Regions from separate parts of the Triticum aestivum genome. Here region 2 is linked to region 1. A link is a contact called in public Hi-C data. All regions are on one chromosome and are shown on one strand. The core of a region is the stretch at or near the end of the contact, and the rest is flanking DNA. Distances in the headings are between cores, read along the strand shown.

Region 1 (2,700 bases), core at 171-2,670:
TAGTTCTTCTACCTTGGGATGCTTCATGTCGTGATGTGCACGAACAAACTATTTGGATCCTACTGTGCATACCATGTGAGTGAAGCCAAATGCGCTTCACATCTTCAACAAACAACAATATCTGCAACTGCAAGGACAAAGGCACTCCTCAAACATGTCTTGTGGAGATAAGCCTGAACTAACTGAACTTTGTGGTTCAGAAAACCTCAACCAGTTTTTGTCTAGGTTACCCATGAATAGAAATGGAGGTACTATGCAATGCATGAATATGTGTCCCAACTGGGTGTGTGCGATGCGGAGGCATTATCCAAAACAACATGTGTCCCAAGCAATCAACTTTCTTCTCAATTTCCCAATTTTCAGAAAATTACAGAAGCAGAGACACTGTTTATGAATCATCAAAGTAGAAAAACACTAGACAGTTATGGCACATAATGATCATGTCCATAGGGACTCTTTCTTAAGGCACGCCTCCTGTAGCAGCAGCGTGCTCATCAGATCATTCTGCATGACGAGGCTGCTATACGCCTTGTCATCATCATCCATCTGCATTTGCTGCTGCTGCTGCGCCTGGCGCTGCTGGAGCTCCTGCAGATGAAATGCAGTGGCCGGGGAAGGGTGGTTGATGCGCTGGAGGATCTCGGCCTGCGCGACGGCGAGCTGCACCTGGAGCTGGGAGACCTGCTGCTGGAGGTAGGAGATGGCTCCGGCACATCCGTAAACGGGGTCCCGCATCCGCGCGGTGGCCTCGTACACCAGGCTGCTCACAGCATCAGCCCGCTGCGCCGCAGGGAGCTCCTGCAGCATCTTGCTCACGTTGCTGGCGCCGAAGACCCTGTGCACGGTGGCGAACCGGTGCGGGTCCTCCGGCGGGAAGTAAGGCGCGAACACGCAGTCCCTGGTGCACCGTCGCCGCAGGAGCTTACATGACGCGCACGGTGTGGCGCTGCTCCCCGTCTGAGCCCCGGCCATGGCAGTGCTTTCCTCTTTGCTACGGGCTTAGAGAAGAGAAGAGAAGAGAAGAGAAGATAGAGCAATGTATGGAGATGGTTGCAAAGGGGGAGGGTGATGGGTGCAGAGCTTGGCCTTTTTATAGAGGAAGCAGCCAGCCAGGAAGGAAGATGGAGGCTAAGCTAGGTGTCAATGAGGGAGGTTGGCTGCTAATTCCATGCACACCCTCGTTAATCAGGACAAACAAACAAACAAGCATGATAAACTAGTTTAGTGATGGTTTTGTGCTAATTAATGAGCCCTGTCATGTTGCTTGCTGGATCACATTCATCTAGCATAGAATAGGTGTAGAGCCATGTACCTACTGGTGCTGGATGCAGTGTGTGTAAAGGCCTCCTGCCTTGTTTGTCTGTATTTAGCAGCAAAGGTTGATTATTAGTCTATGCATTGCATCCTCCAATGGCCGTTATGATCTGGCAATTCTGCTTACCATTCACTTCACGCGGCACCGCCACACTTAGCTGGCTGCAGAGCCTGGATCAATATTTGACACTGCATGCATGCACGTTCAGAGTTGACCTTCCATTAGATGAAACACACACTCAGAGATAAATTAGCATTGCTGGTCTGATCCGTCTGACGCACGCTGTTAACATGTACTTGTTTAATTAACCCTAGCTTCCCCGCATAAATGAGGTGAAGATCGAAGACTTAGCAGCAACATGCATTAATTAGAGAGGAAGAAGTGTTACTAGCTAGAGCTAGCCTAGAGGTGAATAATTGTAAGTCGGCAAGGGAAATGGCGGGGCTCGACGTGAGGATGTCTGTTTCACTCTTCTCTACAAATTGGTGAATGTACTACTACTAGCTTCAATTCAATCTTCAATGCTAAGCAACTACAGTACTAGCACCGCTAATCAAATATAGTGAGAAAACAACAGATACCAGTATTTGTTTATCCCATACGCATATATACTAAATAAATCAAGCCAAGACCAGGAGAAAACCTGACACGTATGTACGCCCGGCCCTAGAACGGTGCTGCTACATCATCATCATGCGGACAAGGAGAGATTGTGGATTTGTCCTGCACTAGAACGGTACTGCTACATCATCGTATGGAAGCATTTCTATAATATACATGTCAATAATAGCATTGCTAGCTAGAGACAAGTATCCGCAATGTCTGATGCTAGTCATCAGGTACGTACGTGCACCCATGCGGCCATGTCCAACGCATTAAGGCCTCGTACCAACTTGTGATGCAGACTGTGCAACCACACCCTATACCTCTAGCTAACCCGGTTGTGTTTCCAGTGTGGATGACAGGACAAATTCATGCTGGAGCTACACTACAAGATGCATAGTTTGCCTAGAAGGATTATTGCTGCCTCAAAGAAGAGAAACAAGAAGCATAGTATACTATACCAGTATCATACTATATCAACATGTACAAAAGTCTTGCTTCTCATGCATCGATTTTCATCTGCCGAGAGAGAAAAAGGGCATATTGTTTCTCTGTGTTCTCGTGTACAGCAACGTCCTCCTTTCTCAGTGCATGGGAAAAGGAACACTACAAAGTACCGAGTCCTGACCCAGGAAGGAGGCAGGATTTCTAAAGTTGTTGCGATGCGTGCATGCACATGCACGTTGCTATCAAAACTCTAGAAAGTTCAGGCATGCATGTTTCAGTTTCACCCTAAATAACTAACCTGCCGACAATGTTTCACCACTAAGAGCTAGCCCCAA
Region 2 (2,700 bases), core at 121-2,620, 180 kb after region 1:
CATAAACTACTAGCCGAAACCAAGAATTAGGGATTCTCCTCTCTGCCACCGGCCGCCTAAGCAACCGACAGAGGAAAGAACAATCAGGTTGGCCGGCTAAGCTGGAAGGTACTAGATCTGCCGCCGCCACCGCTTAGCAAGAGCAAAGGAAAACAATTTGGTCATACGTTGAGAACCACTATCTACCCATTTGGTGCGGAAAAATGACACGTGAGAAATGAAGATTTTTTCTTTTGGTTTGATTTTCAAAGGAATAACAATGAAATAATTACAATCCACTCAAACTTCTTTTTTGCAATCCTATGCACGCAAAGGGCTGAGATCCGGCGACTTGCTTGAGCGAGTCACCGGTGAGCAGTATGGTGACTTGCCCTCATCCCAGACCGTCCAATCAAGGATCGACATACAGATCGACATAAACGGTGAGATAGTTACAGTGCACTTCTACAGTACCTGGTCTACATCACATCATGAACAATGACTTCTTGTTAAAGTTCTTGGTCTGATTTGTCCATTTCGAATCAAACGGATGGGTGCCCGCAAGTTAGAACGTGACTGGTTGTGGGCATGTCACCTGATCCGTATCAGCACACAGATCAAGTCAAGTGCCACGAGCCGGGCAATAGAAATCTTTTTTTAATACTTGCATGTGTTTTAATCTTTATTTGACCTAAAGTTATTCCCCACTATGATAACCTTCCATTGTGACCACCCTTATGGCTTGTAAACATAGGACGAGACTTGACTGCTCCTTTTCCATGCTCCCATCCGTGCTCCCGCGTACGTGACTTGATTTGATTGGAACAAAATAAGGCCCGGCCCCATCTCCTTAAAATCAGGGGGGGTGATTAGATTAGAAGGGAAAAGAGAAAAAAGACAGCCGTAGGATGAGGTGGAAGCACGGATGGGAGCATGGGGAGGGAGCAGGCAAGCCGGATCCGTAAACATACGCCAATGACTCTCTCTTTTTGCGACTGTACACTAATGACTTAGCATATAGCTTGTGCCGAAAGTAGCAAAAGATGAAGTTAAATACATTACTTCCACCTATATAAGAATCATAGCAGATAATCTTGTCCATAAAGAAATGTAAATGCACGTCCAAAAACATGAAATAAATCCCAATAATACATGTTGCACAAAAGAGAAGACGAAACCAGATGCTCGTTCTCCTCCCTACACGACCGGCAGAACTCGCTCCACCTCCGCTGCCACCGGGCTCCACCACCACCACACAGCCCAAAATATCCCCGCCCGTGCGTTCGCCCGCCACGCGCACCCCACGCGCCCCCGCCCCTCCCAGCCCATCTCCGCCGTCCACGTGCCGCGGATCCGCGGGCACCACGCGCCTATATCTATCCCCACCTCCACCTCTCCCACCTTCACCTCTCCCACCTTCCACCGCACAAACCAAATCCCGCTCCCACAATTTCCGGAATAGCAAGCGCGCCGCCGCCGTTCGGGTTCGAGATGTTGCCTAGGGTTGCGCCGTCTCCGGCCACCGCCGCCGCCGCAGCGGTTGGCCAGCTCTCCGGGGCGGGGCTCACCGCCGGTTCGGTGAGGTTGCCGGGGGCCCTGCCGTCTGCGGCAGGGTCGGCGGTCTGCTGCAGGGCCGCGGCGAAGGGGAAGGAGGTGCTCAGCGGTGTGATGTTCCAGCCGTTCGAGGAGCTCAAGGGGGAGCTCTCGCTCGTGCCGCAGGGCAAGGACCAGTCGCTCGCCAGGCACAAGTTCGTCGACGAGTGCGAGGCCGCCCTCAACGAGCAGATCAAGTGAGTGTTGCTCCGCTTGGTAGAAATAAAATGAATTCTTCTTCTTCTCCGGTGCGTGTTTCTCTGACGAATCATGCAGAAGCACTATTTCTGTGTACGGATCGTGAAACCGTTTTAAACTGCCACAAAAGAGACTCTGTTTCCGCTATGATTTCAATACGAAATGGATGGGACTGTCGATTTAATCTTTAAAACTGCCATTGCAGTGTGGAGTACAATGCCTCGTACGCGTATCACTCCCTCTTTGCATACTTCGACCGCGACAACGTTGCTCTCAAGGGATTTGCCAAGTAAGTCCCCACTCACCACACCACCAAATCTGGCCCGGTGGATTCGTTAAAAATCTACCAGTACAGTGTTCTGATGCGCCGTTGTTCTTGCAGGTTCTTCAAGGAGTCAAGCGATGAGGAGAGAGGACACGCCGAGAAGCTCATGGAGTACCAGGTATCGATTTCTCTACCTCTCTAATTGCTAGCTTTGATTGGTCCAGATCGTTGCCCCGTGCTGCATATATTCATGCTTCGTGTATTCTTGTGTCGACCAGAACAAACGTGGAGGGAGGGTGAGGCTCCAGTCAATCGTCACACCCTTAACAGAGTTCGACCATCCTGAGAAAGGCGATGCCCTGTATGGTAAGTTGCCTTCCTTATACAGTTATTCTGGACATCTTTGCATTTTATTACAGTGCGTTACATTACATGGGGAATGCATGTGATGTGCTTATTGTGTGATAACGAGTGTCTGGTTGTTCATTTGAAACTTGAGTTGTCTGGAGTGGTTCGGATGCGTTGCCAGATCAGGAACACATACAAAAACTCGATGTTGTTGCAAAAGTTAAGTAAACCTTAGGGTGAATCTGGTTGTATGAGTTAGGATTTGCATCATTTTTTTAGGGGAGGATAAATTAATGGCCTTGTTGAGGAGAGGTCAG

Evidence for each region. A called contact is a pair of places that touch in the nucleus more often than the background predicts.
Region 2: a Hi-C map of leaf shows a contact between it and region 1, with 2.3 times the contacts expected there. The contact joins the promoter of LOC100270662 here to the promoter of LOC123124618 in region 1. A contact is called at or near these places in 3 of 5 Hi-C or Micro-C datasets (leaf and an unstated tissue).

The regions. Positions count from the first base shown.
Region 1 is chr5D:248,029,737-248,032,436 of IWGSC CS RefSeq v2.1, forward strand. It overlaps LOC123124618 (LOB domain-containing protein 12), which reads right to left and starts at 1,421. Exons shown (of 1, transcript XM_044545205.1): 1 at 323-1,421. The coding sequence starts at 972. The coding sequence ends at 439.
Region 2 is chr5D:248,206,871-248,209,570 of IWGSC CS RefSeq v2.1, forward strand. It overlaps LOC100270662 (ferritin-1, chloroplastic), which reads left to right and starts at 1,371. Exons shown (of 8, transcript XM_044540503.1): 1 at 1,371-1,769; 2 at 1,976-2,059; 3 at 2,153-2,213; 4 at 2,314-2,401. The coding sequence starts at 1,471.